Linked DNA regions of Sus scrofa: all the other regions are linked to region 1. The links are chromatin contacts, called in public Hi-C and promoter capture Hi-C maps. All regions are on one chromosome and are shown on one strand. Each heading gives the region's core, a stretch centred on a gene start, on an enhancer-like site or on the middle of the called end of the contact. The rest is flanking DNA. Distances are from core to core; before and after follow the strand shown.

Region 1 (3,240 bases), core at 327-2,826:
GGCTTTGCTTGGAGGATGAAGATGGATGGGTGAACTGTGGGCGGCCCTGTGGGTCAAAAGCCCCTGAAAATAATAATAGCCACTGTTGACTGAATGCCAAGTACAAGAGTCAAGCACTGTGATTTCAGACTTCACAGATGGCAGTCCCTGTGAAGTTTCAGTCTTCACAATAATCCTTCCATGTGGGTATCATTAGCATTAGCTCTATTTTACAATTGAAGAGAGAGTCAAAAAGCTTGGCCAAGGTAACCCACCAGGGAGTAGCAAAATGGGCATTTAGACACGACACCTGACTCTGACCCGCCCGGCCTTGCTGCCCAGCAGGAGGCCTCAGAGAGATTCATCACTCCTGCCCCTGCCCCTAATGGACCACTCCTTAAGCGGTGGGAGTGTCCCCCACCCCTGCTCTTCGACCCCTACCTCCGGAAGCTGTTTCGGTTCAAGGAGACCCTAGCTCACTCTCTTCTCTCCCAGTGTCGTCAGCACCTTCCTTCCACACACAGACTCTCTGCTTTCTTTTTAAATTCAGAAAAACACCACCTCCCCTGGATTCAGAGCTAGAGCAGGAGCCTACCGGAATCCCTGTTCTGTGTGGGGTGTGCGCTTGACGGTGGGGAGTCGGGTGAGGACGGAATGGGGAGGGCTTCTCCGTTGGTGTTTGCATGGTCCCGGGAGACCTCCGGGAACCATTCCAGCCTCCTCCCGTCCACCCCCACCTTGGCCTGGCTCGGAAAGGGGAGTGTTATCCCGCCTTGGAGGTGGCGGCTCCCCGGGGACTGCAGGGGGAGCCCGGGCTTCGGCGCCTGCTCAGTTCGCGTTCACTGCGTCTAAGGCTCCCCCGGCCTGGCGCGGCGCCCAGCACAGGAGCCGGGAGGGGGAGCAAAAAGGCGGCGGAAGAGCCCACACGGTCAGGGGCCGGGGGAACCGAGCCGGAGAGGGGACCTCCAGAGGGCAGCACCAAGCCGCTAAGGAAGTCCTCTCTTCGGGCTAGTTTGGGGTCCCCAGAGAGCCCATAGAAAAGCCTCCTTTTCAGATTCCCACACCGCCCGCCCCTCCTCCACCTGTTCCGGATAAAGGTGGGAAAGTCTCCCATTATCACAAGGACCACTAGCTCCTGGTGTGAACAGGACTCAGGTCTCTCCAGGGGTAACCAGTTTCCTTCGTCCAGCCACCCAAACGTGGGCTTTTCCCCAGCAGGGACGAGAAACAGTCTTTCGGTTCTGATGGCGCAGAGGGATCCCCAGGCCCCAACAGCCCCAGCCCATTGGCAGATGGAGGAGAAGCAGGTGGCCGCCGCACCGCACCTTACTGCCCAGGAACCCAGGAACCATCTGCTGTTATTTCCTAGCCTCAACTTCCCCAGCGACACCTGGAAAGGCGCCGTGCCATTGGCCGAGGCTGGGGGTCAGGGCCCCGCCTTTCCTGGGCGGCCTCTGCCCCGGCCAGCACAGCCGCTCCTCCCCTTCTCTCCCGCCCGGCTCCCACGGTCCCAGAGGTGGGCGGGTGAGCCCTGGATGACGGCACGAGAACCCCAGTCCGACTCGCCTTCGCCCCCGCCCCGGGCCCGGGCTTTCCCAGCCCAGTCCTCGCCGAGGAGCCGCGGTGCGCCTAGCGCTCCGCTCCCCGAACCCCCCCAGCCTGGGTGTCCCCGGCTCTTGCGCGAGTTGGGCTCCCGGCTTGGAACCAGGGAGGAGGGAGGGCGCCAGGGAACAGCAAGCAGCGACCCGGAAACGCCATATAAGGAGCAGGAAGGATCCCCCGCCGGAACCACCCTTATTTGGGCAGCGCCTTATTTGGAGCGCCCCGATATGGCCTGGCTGCTTCCGGCTCCGGGAGGAGGGAAGAAGGCGGAGGGAAGGGGCGGGGGCAAGGCCGGGGAGTTTCGGAGCAGCTTGAGTCCGGGAGTTCTCAGCTGCGGCTTGGGTGCTAAGCTTCCTCGAAGCCGTGGCACCTCGGGTGCGGGAGCCGGCATGAGGCCCGAGGTGCGGGATGGCGGTGCCCACGGCTCTCGGAGAGGGGCCTTCGCGTCACTCCGGGTCCTCCCGGCCGGTCTTGCCATATTAGGGCTTCCTGCTTCCCATATATGGCCATGTACGTCACGACGGAGGCGGGTCCGTGCCGTTCCAGACCCTTCAAATAGAGGCGGATCCGGGGAGTCGCGAGAGATCCCAGCGCGCAGAACTTGGGGAGCCGCCGCCGCCGCCGCCGACAGCTGCCGCCGCCGCCGCCGCCGACAGCTGCCGCCACCGCCGAAAGACCGGCCCCTACCCCAGCCTCGGTAGCAGCGCCGCGGCTACACCGGCCGGCGGCGAGGGCGAGCCTGCAGACCCCACCTGCGCTTTCCACAGTGTGCACCGCGCCCCGCATGTGACCTGGCCAGGCCCCCGAGAGGTGTCCCCCGCAGCTCCAGCCCCAGGCTGCGCCCACCCGCCCCAACACCAGCTCTCCAGCCCGCCGGTTCGGGATGGCGGCAGCCAAGGCCGAGATGCAGCTGATGTCCCCACTGCAGATCTCCGACCCCTTCGGCTCCTTTCCACATTCGCCCACCATGGACAACTACCCTAAGCTGGAGGAGATGATGCTGCTGAGCAATGGGGCTCCCCAGTTCCTCGGTGCCGCCGGAGCCCCCGAGGGCAGCGGCGGTAACAGCAACAGCAGCAGCAGCAGCGGGGGCGGTGGAGGTGGAGGGGGCAGCAGCAACAGCAGCAGCAGCAGCGCCTTCAACCCTCAGGGGGAGGCGGGCGAGCAGCCCTACGAGCACCTGACCGCAGGTAAGCTGTGGCCTATGCCGAGGGCTAGCCCCCTGCCCCACCATCCTGGCATCTGGTCCTGCCCCACGGCTTTTGTAGCGCGCCCTTCACCGCAGCAGTGCTCCCGTGTCTCAGGGATGCAAGTGGGGTTTCCCTTCCTTTCCTCGCATCCCCAGGGTTCTATGTTAGAGGGATGTCTGGGGGCATCCACCTCCACCCCCATCCTCGGCGTCCTTAGCGGTGCGCAGAGGAGCCAGCTTTTGTTTTGGATGGAGAGCTGCGGGGTTGCGTGGGTGGGTGGAGATGGGGGAGGGCTTGTTTTGACGAGCCAGGCTGCGCCCCCTCCCCCTCCAGAAAGGCTTGCCTAAACTGTCGCCTGTCCCCAGTTAAGGGCCAATCGGTGGCCAGGGATGTCCCGGCAGCCCGGGGTAGGGGGCGCGCACTAGCCGCGGCCGAGGGGGTGCTGGCGGGAATCCCTCGCCCGCGCAGC
Region 2 (3,240 bases), core at 515-3,014, 850 kb after region 1:
GGCTGGGGTGACAGGGGTGTTCTCTAGGGACCAGGACCAAGGAGAAAGAATGGAATGAAGCCCAGGACACCTAGGATGACACTGGGGCCCACGGAAGGGAGAGTTCCATTCCACAAGATTCATGGATGCTCAGCTCTGGGTTGAGGAGCAACCGGTCTCATGGAGAAGGCAGCCCATGGCCAGCCCTTCCAGTGTGGTGTGGGCCATGATGAAGTACAGAGGGCCGTGGTAGCCACAGGAGGGCCCAGACCCGGCCTGGGGAAGGGTCAGAACTGTTTCGAGGGAAAGAGATGTCCACCTGGTATCTGACTGCTAAATATGGGTGGGCCAGAAGAAAAGAAGGGAAGAGAAAAGTGTTCCAGAGAGTGAGGACACATATGCAAAGGCCAGCTGCCAACCAAAAGACCTGGGTACCCAAGTACCCAGCTAATTCAGTGCCCAGAACTGCATACAACTGTCAGAGCAAGAAACAGGTGTGAAGTCAGTTTTATTCTGACTCTGCCTTCTTATCACGAGAAAAAACAAAAATAGAAAAACCATGGACTTTAGCTGGCCAGGACTTTACCATGCCTGTCCAGGTAATCTGTGGCTCCAAAGCTTTGCACCCAAGAACTGGGGTTTGATTGATAAGGCAAAAGCAAAGGTACATAATGGGGTTGGAAGCCTGTAAGTCAACATGTGAAGAGCCAGTTCTGTGCTTACTGCACTCAGCACGGGGAGGGGATTCCCTAATAGGAAGGATGTATAGGTTCTTTGCACATAAGGGCCTTGAGACGTCATTGAAGTCCCCTCCAATTAGAAATGGGGAAACTGGGAGCTCCCCTCGTGACTCAGTGGTTAAGGAACCCAACTAGGATCCATGAGGACACGGTTTTGATCCCTGGCCTTGATCAGTGGGTTAAGGATCTGGCGCTGCTGTGAGCTGTGGTGTAGGTTGCAGACACAGCTCAGATCTGGGGTTGCTGTGGCTGTGGTGTAGGCCGGCAGCTGTAGCTCCGATTCGACCCCTAGCCTGGGAACCTTCATATGCTGCAGGTGTGGCCCTAAGAAAAAATTTTAAAATTAAAAAAAATAAAGAAATGGAGAAACCGAAGCTCAGCGAATAGACAGGCATATCTACCAGGCCCTGTACAACCAGGCAATGAGAATAGAGAACTTTTTTTGGGGGGGGGCTTTTTATGAGCATACGGAAGTTCCCAGCCAAGGGGTCGAATGAGAGCTGCAGCTGTCAGCCTACAACACAACCACAGCAACACGGGATCCAGCCAGCCCTCTGCGATCTACACAACAGCTCACGGCAAGCCAGATCCGAAACCCACTGAGCGAGGCCAGGGATCTAACCGCGTCCTCATGGATACTAGTCAGGTTGTTAACCACCGGGTCATGAGGGGAACTCCCTAGAACTTGGTTAGGTCTAAAATTCCCTGGTAAATATTCATGAGACACTACCCCTTTCTGGCTCCACCCCTACCAGCCAGAACACAACTGGGCCCCGCCTCCTTCTGATGACGCCACTAGCAGGTGCTCTAGGCACGCCCCTGGCGTCAGAACAGGGTCTGGCCCCGTCCCCACCATTTAGGCGTCCAGTCTGGCCTCTCCCCCAGCTCTCCTGGCTGCGTACCACGTTTCTCAGCTGGTGGATCAGTTCCTCCTGAGACTCAATCACGTCCCGCAGTTGATCGAAGGCGAGACACACCGATCCTGACCCCCCCTGCGACCACCCGAGGGGCGTCGCCATCTTTAGCCCCCGCCAGCTCGTTGGAAATGGCTGCCGCGGGCAGCCTCACGTCCGTCGCCCACCAATGAGAATGCGACGCCACAGAGCACCTTGGCAACCGGGGGCGGGGACTTCCTTTGTTAGCAGCGGTAGGGCTCGCCTCTTAAAGGAGCCGTTCACTAAGAGGCGGCACATGGGGCAGAGAACTAACACCATTCGTAATCGAAGTTTATAGAGGATTTGAACATGTATTATACGGTGTTTCTCACACAGGCCTGAGGAGCAGGCAGGCCCGACCTATACTTACTGTAAGGGCTGAGGAGCAGATACCAGCCCCTTGGCCTTTCCCCTGGGCCCATTAAACTGCAAGTCCGCGAAGCAAGAGTCAGCTAAGGCAACCGCTGCATCTTTAGCTTCATACGTCTCATCATCCCACTCTAATCGCTAATTCCCCTTATTGTAGGAGCCTCCGGCTTCCTGTGATCCCTCTTCCTCCTGGGAATACACTTAGCACTTAGTGGACCTGAGTCCAGGCAAAGAAGTGGAGCTCAAGAATGGAAAAGGAGAGTGGCTTTACCTAGAATAAGGCTCCTTGGAGTTCCCTGGTGGCTCTGCAGGTTAAGAACCCACTGTTGTCACTGTTGTGGCATGGGTTCCATCCCTGGCCCTGGGGACTTCTGCGTGCTGCTGGCAAGGCCGAAAATAATACATATATACATACATACATATATACATAAATACATTTTAAAAAGAAAAAAAAAGATTCCTCATACTCCAGTACTAGGCTCCGGGCAGCCACACTGGGGCCATGTGTGGCCATGTCAAGGCACTGGGGAGGGCCCTGGAGAGCCTGAAGAGATGAGAACTGAAGTGGGCGAGCAGGAGACTTGTCAAATGGAAGCAGGGAAGGATAAGATGATCACACATCTCCGCCAATGCCTACTGAGGGCTTTTTTTGAAAGACAAATAAGATTATGCTTGGGGTAAACCAGAGCTAATATTTATTAAGTATTGACTCTTCGTGACATCATTATGCCCTTTTTCTTTTTCTTTTCTTTTCGGCTTTTTAGGGCCACACCTGTGGCATATGGAGGTTCCCAGGATAGGGGTCGAATTGGAGCTACCACTGCCAGCCTACACCACAGCTACAGCAACAGATCTGAACCACGTCTGTGACCTACACCACAGCTCATGGCAACGCCGGATCCTTAACCCACGGAGTGAGGCCAGGGATCAAACCCATGTCCTCATGGATACTAGTCTGGTTTGTTACCACTGAGCCACGAGGGGAACTCCCATTATGCCTTATTACTAGTATTTCATGTGATTTTCATAATAACCTTGTAAAGTAGTTTCTAATGTCTCCATTTTACAGATGAGAAAATGCAGCTTCTATGAGAATGAATAACTCAACAAGCCAAGGTCACCCAAGCTAGTGAGACTTGGAACAGGGTTTTGATGGGCAGTTTGACTTCACAGTCCAAGTTTTTGTTTGTTTTTTTATGGGTACATCAGCAGCATAT
Region 3 (3,240 bases), core at 379-2,878, 740 kb after region 1:
TCTCTGACATCAACCATACAAATGTTTTCTTAGGTCAGTCTCCCAAGACAACAGAAATAACAAAATAAAACATTGGGACCTAGGGGTCCCCAGTGTGGCGCAGGGGAAATGAATCTGACTAGGAACCATGAGGTTGCAGGTTCAATCCCTGGCCTTGCTCGGTGGGTTAGTGGTCCAGCATTGCCATGAGCTGTGGTGTAGGTCGCAGATGCTGCTTGGATATGGCGTTGCTGTGGCTCTGGCATGGGCTGGGAGCCATAGCTCTGATTCAACTCTTTGCTGGGAACCTCCATATGCCATGGGTGCAGCCCTAAAGAGACAGGAAAAAAAAAAAAAAAGAAGAAGAAGAAAATAATGCCATTTGCAGCAACATGAATGGAACTATAGACTCTCATAATGAGTGAAGTCAGAAAGAGAAAGACAAATACCGTATGATATCACTTATATCTGGAATCTAATATATGGCACAAATAAAACTACCTACAGAAAAGATGATGGCCAAGGGGGAGGGGGAGGGAGTGGGATGGACTGGGAGTTTGGGGTTAGTAGATGCAAACTATTTGCATTTGGAGTGGATAAGCAATGAGATCCTGCTGTATAGCACAGGGAACTATATCTAGTCACTTGTGATGGAACATGACAGAGGATAATGTGAGAAAAAAAAATATATATATACGACTGGGTCACTTCGTTGTGCAGCAGAAATTGACAGAACATTGTAAATCAACTATAATAGAAAAAACAAAAATCTTAAAATTAAAAAAAATTGTTGGCAGATGACAAGGGCATTGGTTAACTCCCAGGGTTTTGTCTGACAAATGTGTCAGCTGCAATATGTGGGCAGAGCCAGTAGGATGCTAGGGAGGGGCTGGGAAGTGGCTTTGGAATTTGGAGAATTATGGAATGGATTTAGGAATGCTGCTGGGTCTTGCTCCTCTAGCCCTTGTTCTTCAGCTTCACCAACTGTTCAGCAGGACAGAATCATATTGACTCCAACCAGCAAGGGAACTAGTTGTTTAGTGTCGAATAGAAATGCTGGTAACTTGGTGAGCAATATGTCCAGATCAAGGATGTGGCCTCTTAGGCTGGGTGTGCCACGGTGAAAGGAAGTTTGGAAGAGCGAGCCTGTTTTCTTTGGCTGTTGCAGCTCAGCTAAGGATGTGGTCCCGCAGGTTAGGCTATAGGAGTGAAGGACATAAATCTCCTGGAAAGATCCCAAAACCAAGGTGACCAGTGTGGGTGGACGATCCATTCGCCGGGTGACAGAACTGCTGAAGAAAGCCCGAAGGAGGATCTGTGTGGGAGGTGGAAAAAGCGTGGGCTGAGCTTGCAGCAACTGAAAGGCGCCACACGTGTGAGATGAACCCGCCGAGCTCGGTGGGGGCGGACCGGAAGCACCGCCTCACTACCACACGCCAGGTTTTCTCTTTAGCAGCTTCAAACCCAGGGCCCTTTCCATCCGTAAGGATGGATGGGATGGGTGTCTCATCAACACAGCGATGGTTTGGATACCTACCCTTTCTCTTCTGGGTGCTAACCCCTAGGAAGTATGATCACCTCTGCCACAGCTCCCCCTATTTTCCTAACCCCGCCCTTGTTGGGCGGGTTTTCTTAGCCCCGCCCACCGAGAACCGCCCCGTAGCCGCCCCGGGGCGGGGCTTCTCCCGACTCCCGGCTGCCCTTTCCCCTGCGGCCTCCGCCGGGGCCGGAGTGTCCCTGCCGAGCTCCCGACACCAAGGGTGAGTAAGGGCAAAGTAGGGACAGCTCACCTTGGAGGTTTACTAGCCAAAGGCGAAAGGCTGCGGTGGAGGGGCTTCTTCCGAGGCACGCGACCAAACCGGGGTTCGTTCCCTCGTGACCCAAGATTTGGAGGGTATCTTCAAGAGACGCTGGGGGATCGTAGTCGCCCCCTCTTTCCTACCATCCTTGTGGTCTCTGGAGAGTCCGCTAGAGCCGGTCTCGGACTCCCGTAGAGCCAGTCTCGATGCTCCTGAAGCACCAGGGCCGGGGGACTTGGGAAGGTTTGTGAGGAACACGTGCTCGGGTGGAGCTCGGTCAGACCCTTCAACCCGAGCCCGGAAAGGGGGCAGGCTATTTTTAGATTTGTTTTTCGATTTGGACGAGGAGCTTCCTCTCTTTTTCGTTTTCTCTAAATTGTTTGCAGCTGGTTAGGAGTGAAATTCGAGGATGGCTGGGAATATAGTCTTAGATAACCTCACCTTACATAAATAAGGTAAATTATAAGGATGAGGGGGTAGGAATGTTTATTAAAAATTTTGCAAACATTTTGGTCAATGTTTTAAACCGGTCCTTTGGATCGTTGGCAGGAATGGCAACCTAACTGCCTCCAGTTCCTTTCACATCCATTACTGCATCCAATTATTTTTTAAAAGGTTGCTTTTATGGTTCATGTAATTGAGGCCCTTGTCGATCTAGTTTTAACCAGCCTTTCCAATTTTTCACTGCCCATGGCTTTCCCAGGATTAACTTGCCCTTCTCCTTACCAGTATTTATCATCTCCTGGCCTGGGATGGAGCTGCCGGTAAAAGCAAATGTTACTGACTGCCCAGAGTCTATAGGAGATGCTTTCCTATAGGCTTAGTTTATATTCCATTTAAATCTCCCAACCACCCTATATACTATTATCAACACCCCCATTCGATCAGTAAGGAGACTGAAGTCCAGAGAGTTTTTTGCCCACTGTCACATGGCTGCTAAGCAACAAAGCCAAGCTTCCTGATACTTATTAACTTGCTGCTGTGGAACTACTGTGAGATACAAATGAAAATGACCTATGAAATAGGTCTGATCCAGAGAACTATTTATTTTGTTGTCTGATTGTTCTGGGGCTCAGGCCTCACTAAGTTAAGGGGTTTTGAGGGTAGGAGTCTTGAACGCCACACAAGAGTTCACGAACTTGGCTGACTCTAACCTGGAGTGCTTTGATTGCAGAGGGCCCAGCTGTGGACTTTGGGCAGATGCAGCCCCAGGTGAGTGCAACCCCATTAACCTACCTTTGGCCCCAGCTGTAGGCAGCTGCCTAGGTTACCGTGTATCTAGGCAAGTGTTACACTGCTGGGAGAACAGCAGCCCATAGCTGGTTGGCATTCTGGGCCTGGTTTATGCCAACTCTGTTGTTAACTGTACCAGGATGCCAGCATAATTACTCATCCATTAAGGTTAAATCTGCAAGAGCATGGCTTTGCAAGGAGAAATGTAACTTGGAGAATAGTTCTGGTC

What was found. Promoter capture Hi-C pulls out the DNA fragments that hold promoters and counts their contacts. A called contact is a pair of places that touch in the nucleus more often than the background predicts.
Region 2: a Hi-C map of heart right ventricle shows a contact between it and region 1, with 2.5 times the contacts expected there. The contact joins the promoter of SPATA24 here to the promoter of EGR1 in region 1. A contact is called at or near these places in 1 of 5 promoter capture datasets (fetal skeletal muscle) and 1 of 47 Hi-C or Micro-C datasets (heart right ventricle).
Region 3: a promoter capture Hi-C map of liver shows a contact between it and region 1, with 7 times the contacts expected there. The contact joins the promoter of MATR3 here to the promoter of EGR1 in region 1. A contact is called at or near these places in 1 of 5 promoter capture datasets (liver) and 1 of 47 Hi-C or Micro-C datasets (liver).

The regions. Positions count from the first base shown.
Region 1 is chr2:140,439,253-140,442,492 of Sscrofa11.1, forward strand. EGR1 (early growth response protein 1) reads left to right here and starts at 1,577. Exons shown (of 2, transcript XM_003123974.6): 1 at 1,577-2,771. The coding sequence starts at 2,465.
Region 2 is chr2:141,291,430-141,294,669 of Sscrofa11.1, forward strand. It overlaps SPATA24 (spermatogenesis associated 24), which reads right to left and starts at 1,765. Exons shown (of 6, transcript NM_001177922.1): 1 at 1,622-1,765. The coding sequence starts at 1,738.
Region 3 is chr2:141,177,887-141,181,126 of Sscrofa11.1, forward strand. It overlaps MATR3 (matrin-3), which reads left to right and starts at 1,629. Exons shown (of 17, transcript XM_021084863.1): 1 at 1,629-1,739; 2 at 2,953-2,990.